2 separate regions of the Mus musculus genome follow, and region 1 is linked to region 2. A link is a contact called in public Hi-C data. All regions are on one chromosome and are shown on one strand. The core of a region is the stretch at or near the end of the contact, and the rest is flanking DNA. Distances in the headings are between cores, read along the strand shown. Region 1 overlaps Auts2 (autism susceptibility candidate 2). Region 2 overlaps Auts2 (autism susceptibility candidate 2).

Region 1 (5,343 bases), core at 1,745-4,244, 160 kb after region 2:
CTGCTGAGACTTCCTGCTGGCCATCTCTTTTTCTTTTAAGGCTGATCTCCTGCAGTGCCTACCAGAGTGCTGGAAAAGAGTACATGCTTTAAAATGTCTGTTGAATGAATGTACACAGTCCCGTGTCTGGCTCTGGCTTCCCAAGTGAACTGGCACAGTATATCTCCTAAATTACAGCTCTCACCTAATGGATCTGTAACATGACCCTGATCAGGAATAAAGGGAACTTAAGGCAGGTTCCAGAAAATGCACACAATTGTAAGATGGTGTTGAGTATGTGATTCTGCACATGCCTGCAAAGAAAGTCGTAGGTGCATGAACATATATGAGCAAACATATCCCTAATCTGCAATCTAATCCTTTTACGATTACTGGCAATCACCTTTCATGAATCAAAATCATTAAAAATTATTTGCCCAGCCCGCTGCCTGTGTACAGCAGGCAGCAAGCCAGATGCTGTCTCTGCCGCAGTGCACAGGAGGGTTCCTTTGCTGTACCTAACTTGTTGAGAACTGGGGAAGCTTTTCCGTTCACGTTTCAGGTTAATCTCTTTTCCCTAAGAACAGAATATCCTCTTTGTAGATCTCCCTGGGGGCTTGGTATTTGCAACATCAAACAGAACGCACAAACCATTGCACCCACTTTCAAAAGCCTATTACACTGTCAACTGGCTTTCCTAACTGCAACCAGGGGAGAAGGCTTACAGACTCCTAAGCCCCTTCCTTCCCCCCAGGCAGTTGGAAAGGAGCCATAATTTCGCTAAGCTACCACTGCATTTTGTCTCACTAAAGAACTCCTAATAAGGCAGGCAACATTCCAAGGAGGAAAAAAAAGCAACTTGAGCTCACTGTAAATCTCACCTCCCCTTTATTCCTGACTCTCTCTAAAAGTTTCAATTGCTGGCAAGCTCTGAGGATGGGGTACTGTCATGCACGGCTACCAGTGACACTTTTCCACACTGCTTAACCAATCATCACAAAATGCAGGTCCACAAGCAGTGTCTGAAGCAAAGGGCTGAGGTGGGATGCCAGCACGCCTCCTCACCTGTGGTATATAGCACTCCTTTGGGGATGTGCAGGAGATCCGAGAAAGAACAGGGGAATAGACTCAGGTTTGAAACATTCAAATGAAACAAATTGTGTTCTTTGTGTTTCTTTTGCCTTGTTAGAATCTATCCAAAGAAATAAAAGCCCACAGGAGATAGTGTTTACCAGCCTGTGCCAGCAGGGACAGACTTGCTTAATTGTTAACAGGGTTCATGAATACCTCTTCCAAAGGGACACCAGTAATGTGTCCCACATAACAGAAGGTTTCTGAAACATGGAGCAATATGTAACTGACAGACAGACACAGAGGGGATAGGGGAATATGCATGCTTCCCTAGGACACACACAAAACCATTTCTGCTGTGTCCAGGGCCACATTTCCTCCTACTTATCTTGAAAGTTTCCATGGTAGCTGTTGAAGGGAGAATTAGAAGTCTTCACAGAATACTACAAGAGAGAGGTGGGAGTCATGGAAGCACAAAGGAAAAGGAGAGGTGGGGGAAGGAGGAGGACAAGGACAGGGAGAAAAGGCCAGAGCTATATGGTAGTGTTTGCTTGGCATGCATGAGGTTCCATTCCCAGCACCACATAAACCCACCTCAACAACAAGAGTAAGAAAAAAAGAGAAAAGAGGGTCAAAGGTGAGGGTCAGAGGTTGAGAATCATCCTTGCCTACACAGAAAGTTCAAGTCCGGCTTTAGCTACCTGAGACCTTCTGAAAAGATGGAGCTGCACATCTGTGCGTCTAGTGAGTGAAATCACAAAGGGACCCTAAGGTTTCCTGTATCTGGCCCCTAAGTACTTCCTCTAGGAGGGCTGTGTGGGCTTGACACAGCTGTGAAGGGCCCAGTTCAGAAGGACTGAGACCTGCCGACACTAAATAAATTCTGGGGGCAGTCTTCAGAGACCATCAATTTTGCTCTGTCACAGAAGTGCTATATTCTCATGCTGAAACACTCTATAAACAGAGTACATGTTCTACACCACCTGTGTGTTAGCGAGGGTCACTTCTTTTCTGATCTGACATCTCTTGGCCTTGAGCCCAGGCGGCCTAGCAGCTGAAGACGGGTGACTCACCCGGTGTGAAAAGCATTAGACACGGCTCACCTGTATCTGCCCTTCTTGTCTCCTCCTAATCTCCTTCCTCTCCACTTTGGAGTTCATCTTTCAACCTAGAAGCTGATAAGAAATGCATCCACTGTGGATAATTTCTTCACTCTGGAGAGAGATTTTTTCTCTCTTATAGAGGGCTGGCCATCACAGTGAAGAAAGCGACACAGCGGGATCGTTCATCTTGACTTTTTATTTATTTATTCTGAGTCCATCTAGAACTGTTGCCTGGATCTGTGGGTGTGACTGAGCCATGAAGAAGTTACCACCCATAACTTTTGACTTTTGATTTTTATTTAACGGCTCATTTGTATAACCTCAAAGATGGAGGGGCCAGCAGACCCCAAAGAGATTGGCAGCTGCGGTCCTGTCAAGTTGGAAGGTTATGTCAGCTGCCAAGTCTGCCAAGCGAGCTCAGCACAGCGAGGGAGCGGAGAGAGATTGGTTACAGCCGTAAGTAATTGATCTGTCTGAAAATACCGGCTAGGAATCCTGGGATTAATGCCCCAGCTCCAGCTGGGCCGCACTGCTCTTTTCCCTCCAGCTCTCTGACAACAAAAGCCGGCCTCCTTCTCCAGGGACAAGACATTTTTATTAAAATCTTTATACAACTTAACAGCAAAGACTCTGTAAAAGCATCCTAGAGATTTGAGGAGGGTGGGGTGATGAGGCGCAGGTTTCCATCCCGAGAAAAACCAACCGACAATTTTTGCCAGCCCCCCTCAGCCCCCGCCCCTCCCCTTTTGATCTGGTTTTCATTTCAAAGCAGTCACCAGCCAGTGGCTTCCCTCGGCCAAATGCACTCAGTCATCTTGCTCTGGCTCTGGCTCTGGCTCTGCAGAATTCTGCAGAATGCATGGAGAGGGAGCTCCGGGAGCGGCGCGCTTAGCTGGAGAGACACGGATGAGCTGTGGAGAGCTGCAGGCAAAAATAAAGTGGGAAGGCATCCAAAGCTGCAGCTGCGCTAGCCCATTAAAAAGCTGAGACTCATTCTGTTGTTCGACCCCACGCTTAGCACCGCATAACTATTCATCAAAGAAATTTCAGTGCAATTAATTAAATTATTCCCATGTCTGGGCTGCGGAGTCGTTATTCCAATATCAACTTTCACTCACTCTCTCTTAAGCTCGTGTTTGCATGCCAAGTCACTACTCTGGGGTTGTCCAGTCTCAATAAAGCTGTGCTCCTCGTCGCTCACACAGGCTATCATTTCTCTTTTTTATTGCCATTTATTTTCCACTAGGACTCTGCTGCCAGGATACTGGCAGGACTTCCAGTATATGGTTGTAATGAAATCTACCGCAGACACTTAACGCAGGGTGAGGATAGAGCTCGGCTCATGTGAGGCTGTAATATAATAAATGCTTTCAGAAAGAGGATTTTTATCAGCTCAGAAATAGAGTGTGGTATCCCTCTCAGACTGAGTGCAGGAGAGGGAAAAAGGTGGAGTCGTTTGAAAATTCCTGTCATAATTAAGTTTATGGCTGAAATATGCCTAATGTGAGAGGTGTGAGCTGCGGCACAGACTGCCATTCATCTCTCCAAGAACAGTTATTAAAAGGGGAAAGGTTTTTTTTTTTTTTAAATTGTTTTGGGGAGATGATGTTTTTAAAACACCATCTTCTTAGTTAAGAACATACAACTGGCATGCTCTTATAATTTGGGAGATCTGACTGCTGCCCCATTGAGTTTGTTCTAACTGTGACAAAATATTAATAAGATTAAGAAAATAATACCCTCAACTTGAGAGACAGCAGACCATATTTAAGGCTCTTGACTGTCCATTGTATATCACCATAGCAAATTACAGGACTGAGTAAGAGTAGATCACTATCTCTCTCAGCAAGAGACAAGAGCCTTCATATGAACCCAACACTGGAAAACACCAGATCGACTTTTAATAAGCTCGGTGCTGGCTCAGACCTGAGAACTTGGCTGTGCCACTGAATGCCCCCCCCCCCAATAAAGAGGTCACCATCTACAGCTGGAAGATAATTTATCCCTCACATCACTGACAAGGGTAAGGTAAGAAATTTGAAAATCCTGAGTATAAGGGCTGGAAATAGAGTTTTGTGGTTAAGAACGCTTACAGCTCTTCCAGAAGACCAGATTTTGGTTGCTAGCATCCATGTGGGGCAGCTTAGGCCTGCCAATAGCTCCAGCTACATGGCACCAAGATGCCTTCCAGACATAGTACACATGGCCTGCCTGATGCTCACACTCATACGTTCACATACTCACATACATACACATGTATTTTTTTAAATCTTTGGTTTAAAGACTACAAAAGAAAAGGTTTTAAACCCTAAGCTTCTATTAAAAACAACAACAACAAAAAAATTAGGCAGGAAAGCTCTCTGAAGAACAGAGTGTAAATATAAAAAGGAGCCTGTGTTCAAGTCACATTCTATTCTTTTTTTCTTTTTTTTCTTAGATATTTTCTTTATTTACATTTCAAATACTATCCCGAAAGTTCCCTATACCCTCCCCATGCCCTGCTCCCCTACCCACCCACTCCCGCTTCTTGGCCCTGGCATTCCCCTGGCATATAAAGTTTGCAAGACCAAGGGGCTTCTCTTCCCAATGATGGCCGACTAGGCCATCTTCTGCAATATATGCTGCTAGAGATATCAGCTCTGGGGGTACTGGTTAGTTCATAATGTTGTTCCATCTATAGGGTTGCAGACCCCTTCAGCTCCTTGGGTACTTTCTCTAGCTCCTCCATTGGGGGCCCTGTATTCCATCCTATAGATGACTGTGAGCATCCACTTCTGTATTTGCCAGGCACTGGCATAGCTTCACACGACACGGCTATATCAGGGTCCTTTCAGCAAAATCTTGCTGGCATATGCAATAGTAAACATTCTATTCTTGACAGTGGAATTGATCCAACCTACTAAGGAATTGTTCTCTTTACTGGTACTTGGATATAATTTCTACGTGGGTCATTACAGTGATGGAAATGATGAGTTGGGAAGAATCAACAGGACTCAACGCTGAGGTTCTCCCAACATGATGAAAGGTATGAGCCCAGAAAGCAAAAGCAATGAAATAACCCAAAGCATAAGAAACACGAGGGAACATAAGAAATACACCGAGGGGCTAGAGAGATGGCTTAGTGGTTAGGAGCACTGACTACTCATCCAGAGGTCCTGAGTTCAATTCCCAGGAACCACACGTTGGTTCA
Region 2 (5,586 bases), core at 362-2,861:
CTGCTTGTCTTTAAAAGAATCTACTTTGAATATTCCCTAGCATCCATTTTAGACTGAAGAAAAGATCCAATGGTCCCTGGTGTTCCATATTCCCTAAGAATTCAGGAACAGACACCTTAGGCTGCCAGGGCTACAACCATGTGTAAAAGCAGAGACCCACTGTTAGCGCTTCTCCATGAGACATAAAAGCCACTCAGTTTGCTTAAATGATTAAGAAATTAAAGGTGAGCTATGGAGATGGCTCAGTTACTTTCCTCCCAAGCATGAGAATCTCAGTTTGATTCCTAGAATCCATGTGGAGGGGGTGGGGGTGGGGGAGGGGGAAAGGCAGGATGTGGTGGCAGGTGCTTATAACTCCAGCACTAGGAAGGCGCAGCGGGGACTGGCTACCTGTCACCCAGCCTACTACTGGAGTTCTAGCTGTGGAGAAACCCTGACTCAAAAATAAAACCAAGGATGGTGATGCCTGAGGAACAGCACTAGGGTTTATCCTCTGGTCCCTATGTGTGTATACTATACACACATGCATGAAAATAGGTTTACACGAGTGTAGACACCTGCATACACACACACACACACGTGCGTATCTGTGAGTGAGTACATACACCACACACTCACACAGAACCCAGTTTGGCATCATCTGCGTTAGCCATTTATTCTACAGAAAACAGTTGTCACTCTGAGTAACTGGGGAGAGAGATCTTCTCCAAAGATGCCACGTCTTTAATCCCAGCAGACAACAATCAGAGTGTCAGTGAGTTTGAGGCCAGCCTGGTCTACAAAGCGAGTTCTAGGACAACCAGGGCTGTTACATAGAAGAAAAACAAACCCTGTCTCAGGAAAAACAAAATCACAAAAAAGAGCAATGAGCCTTTCAGGGGTTCTTTGTGACACAGCCCATCAAGAGTGACACCTTCTGTCTGATATATTCATCTACATGTTTATTGAACACGTTCCTGTTTTCATTCACATTATTTTGATTAATGTATGAATGGGTGCAAGAATACAGTAGAAAAATCTAAGGTGACTGTGCCTTCCAATGAATGAAAATGAGACACCTCCTTACTGTATTTTATAACTAAAACACATCCTGTATTATTATTGTTGTTGTTATTATTATTATTATTATTATTATTATTGCAACATACTTCCTCTGACTTCAGCTTTGAAGTAATGATATAAAATTCATTTTATTTCTTTTCCAAGCCTGGCTCTTTCACACACAACATCAGACTTGTCATATCTGAGGAATTATTAAAATAAGATGGAGCCTGCTATTTCTGGGCAGAAAAGCCTCTTTGAGCCAGCGTCCTCAGGAGAGACTCGGTCTCCATCTCATTAGTCGATGCTGAGACATGTCCTAGTCTTCGAGTTCAAGGTGATGAAAGATTAGGGCGTTGGGCCTCATCTCATTCTGTATGCAGTGTGAGTCCTTCCCTGCCCGTGAACACGAAATTACATTGAACCTGGGGAGTCTAACTCCATTAATTTTAAATGGAAGATTAATTTAACAATATGCGGCAGGTATTTGTTACAGACCTATCATGTAAAAGTGACAGTTGGCAATAAATTGTACTGACTCACACTGGCCAGTGGCCCTGGCTCGAATAAATCAGGAGGTATTTCCACATAATTGCTGTTTTTTAAGACGGGAAATGGGTGATGTGTTTCTCTGATGAAAGACCAGGGCAAGCCCATTCAAAGAAACAGTGGCTGATGGGAAAGGCACGATTCAGCTCTGGAGGGAAATGCTTTTAATGAGTATTTCTACAATAACCAGGGACGAATAACAAATCCTGTACTGATGCAGAGCAATGTTTAAAAAAAAAACACTACAATAATTCTGTTGTTTGAAATTGTCATGGTATTTTTTTAATCAATTTCCTTGAGGTAACTACAGTAATAATACCCCAGAAATAACCAATTGCAAGTGATAAGGAGAGAATGTAAAGGGGAGGAGGGGGAAAAGGTATGGCTGCTGATAAGGGAGATAGATTCTGCCTTTTCTACAAGTCCCTGTAATAATGAATAGACATCAAAAACTTGTAAGGCTTGGGGGTAGGGAGGACAAAAGGGAAGGTGCAATTAAAGTGGACTGTTTCCAAAGACAAATGCACGAGGTTCTCTTTATTCTTCTTCTTCTTTTTCTTTTTCTTTTTCTTTTTCTTTTTCCTGCCATGTTGTAATTCTTAAAGCTCTCAAAGCAAATCCGAATCTTCAAGTAAATGACAGGAAAAAAGGAAAGGCCCACAATGCCTCAGAGCTTGACTGCTTGGAGGTAAGCCAGGCAAGAGAGAAGACACAAGGAGGCTAAGGGCACTTCTCAGGAGAGGCTACGTTTGGGAACAGCAACTGGCATGAGGGTCCCGCTGCCTTCTCCCTGCCCAAGGAAGAGTCCTTCTCATCTCTCATCTGCAAGCAGCTGCCTGTCCAGCACTCAGGGAAAGGGTGCTGAAGGGCCTGTGTCTGCACTAGAGCCCAACACAATTCTTTAAAAAGATGAGCAGGGTAAGGATGCTCGCCCTCCCTCCACGCACCCTCTCATTAACTCAAAGAATCGTTGGGATGTTGGCTCAAAGGCCTGCCTCTCAGAAGCATGGCTCATCTGGATGCCTGCTAGTTAGTAAGTAGTCTGAGGGGCAGAAGAAGTTAGGCGGCTCTTGAAATGTTACTTGACACACCCCCTGACTCAATTCTCCATCCCTTTTCCAAGAAATCCTTCCCCACAGGAGAAGGGCCAATCACCCCAGAGCACCTTCCAGCTGTAGCTCCTTCAGAGGGTCCAGGCTGCCCAAGTGGAACTGTCTTAACCCCCTAGGGTCTCTGATAAAGGTCTTCTCATCAAGCCACTGCTAATCTCATCCCATCATTTTGAAACGCAGACTACTGACTTACAACTGGCTGTTCCTTGAGACTGGTGAACGAGACCACTCCAAGTTCCCCATGCTGTAGTCTTAGTCTTGAGAGTTCTGCTCAGTCCTTCTAGGGTCCTCTTACTCACCCTTTAAAAGCTAAAACCAATTGCATATCCTCTGTGAAGAAGTCAATGCCTAGTTTAAGTGTTCCTGGGGAGAAGTCTGCCATACTCATTTTTCTGGAGCATTAGACCAACATAGCAGACATTGGTTACATTCATGATAACCAAGCTAGCTTAAAGAAGGTATTTCAAAGAACCATCATGATTAGGAAGAGGCGAGGACAGAGAACAACCTGATGTGCTTCTGTGTCTTTTTACAAATACATTGTGGAGTTTATATATTATTATATAGGGCTGACAAGTAAATTATAGTATATATTTGGGAATAAATGGTAATGACAGTAGGGTCAGGATGGGGAGAAGCCGAATTACTCGTCACTCCAGATAACCAGTGAGCTTCAGGTTCAGTGAGAGAGCCCATCCAGGCCAGCTAACATTGACCTCTGGCTGGACATGTGGCACAAAAGACACACACACACACACACACACACACACACACAGAGAGAGAGAGAGAGAGAGAGAGAGAGAGAGAGACAGAGAGAGAGAGAGAGGGAGAGAGAAACAGAGAGACAGATACAGAGAGACAGACACAGAGACAGACAGACAGACAGACAGACAGACAGACAGACAGACAGACAGGAAAATCTATTCTTTAAAGGGTCTTTGTTGCCAAGTTTACTTACAGAAATAAATTTAGAGTCACATAGGAAAACCAACCCAGAAACTTCAGTAGCTCAGGAGAAACAGTGATGGGCTACAAAGGTAGCCCAGTGGTAATGATCGTAAAGTCCTGACTTCGTGGGGGGGGGGGGTAAAAAAACGTACATGTGGTGGTGGAAGCTTGCCATTAGCTGCTCAACAACAGGCTTAAGCAGGAAAATGCAAAGTTCAAAGAGAGACAGAAAGAGATACAGAGACATTGCCTAGGCAATGCAGTGAAAAACTGCATCAAAATGGGAAGTAGACAGGAAAGCTGGGGATGTAGCTCAGCTGTACACATGTTTGGAATAGCCAAAGAGGGGCCGAGGGTATACCTCAGTAGTGTACGTGTCAGCCTACGATCTCCTGGTGAGAGGCTGGAGCTGTTTCATCACACAGTGGTTAGCACTTGACAGATCTCAGGTTCAATCCCCTCAAGTCAAAAGCTATGAGTTAGATTCAAAGAAAGGAAGGGGTGGGAACATATAGCCTATTAGCAGAAACTGCTCATGTCCAACAGGCCTTGAGTTCTCAGGCCATTTATTGCTAGGGCATTGGGTTTATTATCAAGATTTTCTCAAATGTCATAGAAATGTTATTGGAAGTGCTATTGACCAGATTAAATAATATAGGAAAAAGACAAAAAAAAAAAAACAAACAAAAAAAAAACAACAAAAGACCAAAAACAACAAAACAAAACAAAAACCCGATCAAACCCCCTGCTGGTGTGCCTTCTAGTCTTCTCGGAGGAGCTTGAGGCTGAAGGCAGGGGAGCTGATACAGAGGCAGCGGCCTCACTTCATCATGGAGACAAGGGATGCTGGCAATGGATGCCTCTAACCAGTTCTCTTCTGTGCTTTAATGCTAAATTTCTTATGGGAGTGCATCACCTAATTAGAGGAATTGATAACTGCACTGTTCCATAATGAGGCCAATACATTTCAAAGTCATTAAAGATAACCAAGGCAATAAGTCTGGGTTTAAGCGGCGTTTCCTCAGATTTCACAGTCTGCGTGTTGCAAGTGTGGGGGAAAAAGCAATCCCTGCCTAGTCAACTGTAAATGCTGGGTTATTGGAATCTTTAAAACAGGCAGCAAGGAGAAAATTACATGGCCAAATCTCCTTTTTCCAGTTAATGAAGAATTAAGACTCCCATTTACCATATTAGAAGGTTCATCGGGGGTCCAGGCACTCCATAGCTGGTGTCTGACAGCAATGTCAGTTTATCTGAGTCCCAACGCTGGAGTACATGACAGAGGATCATTCATAACTGTCGCATCTACTTACTGCTATCATTGTCACATGGCTAAGGGAATCCAGGCTGTGGAGCTGCCCGCCTCTGTGTCCCCTCTCAGCCCTGTTCCACGAGAAAGGCATTCCAAGGCTCATTCACATCCTATTATCCTGTCAGCACATTGTGAGGGGACAACAGAGTCAGCTGGCTTTCTGCAATCTCATCGTCCTGGGAAAAAGATGTGGCTTCCCTGGGATGAACATTCATGCAAGGGCATGTGGTGTCAGTACTCGGAGAAAGCACTTTAGAGGAATGGTCCTACAGAGTGTGTGTGTGTGTGTGTGTGTGTGTGTGTGTGTGTGTGCACAATCACTACTTCCTACCTCCCTTTTTGAGACAGGGTCTCAAACTTAAACCTGAAACTTGTCACCTAGGCTCATATGGCTGACCTGGGAACCCTCCTGTATTCTGAGTGCAGAGGACCACAGGCATGGACTTTTTAAAAAACAGGCTCTGAGGACCAAACTCACCTTTGTTCTCATGTTTTTGTACAGCGAGCACTGTACGGACTGAGCCGTCTCTCCAACATAAGAAACTCTTTTTGATGGTATTACACCACACAACACCAACACCAAAAAGAAACTTTTAGAGTTTTTCTCTGGTAATGAAAAGCCAT

What was found. A called contact is a pair of places that touch in the nucleus more often than the background predicts.
Region 1: a Hi-C map of the N1E-115 cell line shows a contact between it and region 2, with 4 times the contacts expected there. The contact joins two enhancer-like sites. A contact is called at or near these places in 4 of 484 Hi-C or Micro-C datasets (the N1E-115 cell line, embryonic fibroblasts, embryonic stem cells and 1 more).

The regions. Positions count from the first base shown.
Region 1 is chr5:132,071,842-132,077,184 of GRCm38.p6, forward strand. The region is part of intron 2 of Auts2 (autism susceptibility candidate 2); the gene reads right to left. Among named protein-coding and RNA genes, the nearest start is that of 4930563F08Rik, 190 kb to the left of the region's middle. Within about 2 kb of position 2,995, at least 101 of the 459 cell types and tissues checked have an H3K27ac peak or open chromatin away from gene starts, as enhancers often do. A contact at or near this core is called in the N1E-115 cell line, where this site is marked.
Region 2 is chr5:131,915,565-131,921,150 of GRCm38.p6, forward strand. The region is part of intron 4 of Auts2 (autism susceptibility candidate 2); the gene reads right to left. Among named protein-coding and RNA genes, the nearest start is that of 4930563F08Rik, 38 kb to the left of the region's middle. Within about 2 kb of position 1,612, at least 11 of the 459 cell types and tissues checked have an H3K27ac peak or open chromatin away from gene starts, as enhancers often do. A contact at or near this core is called in the N1E-115 cell line, where this site is marked.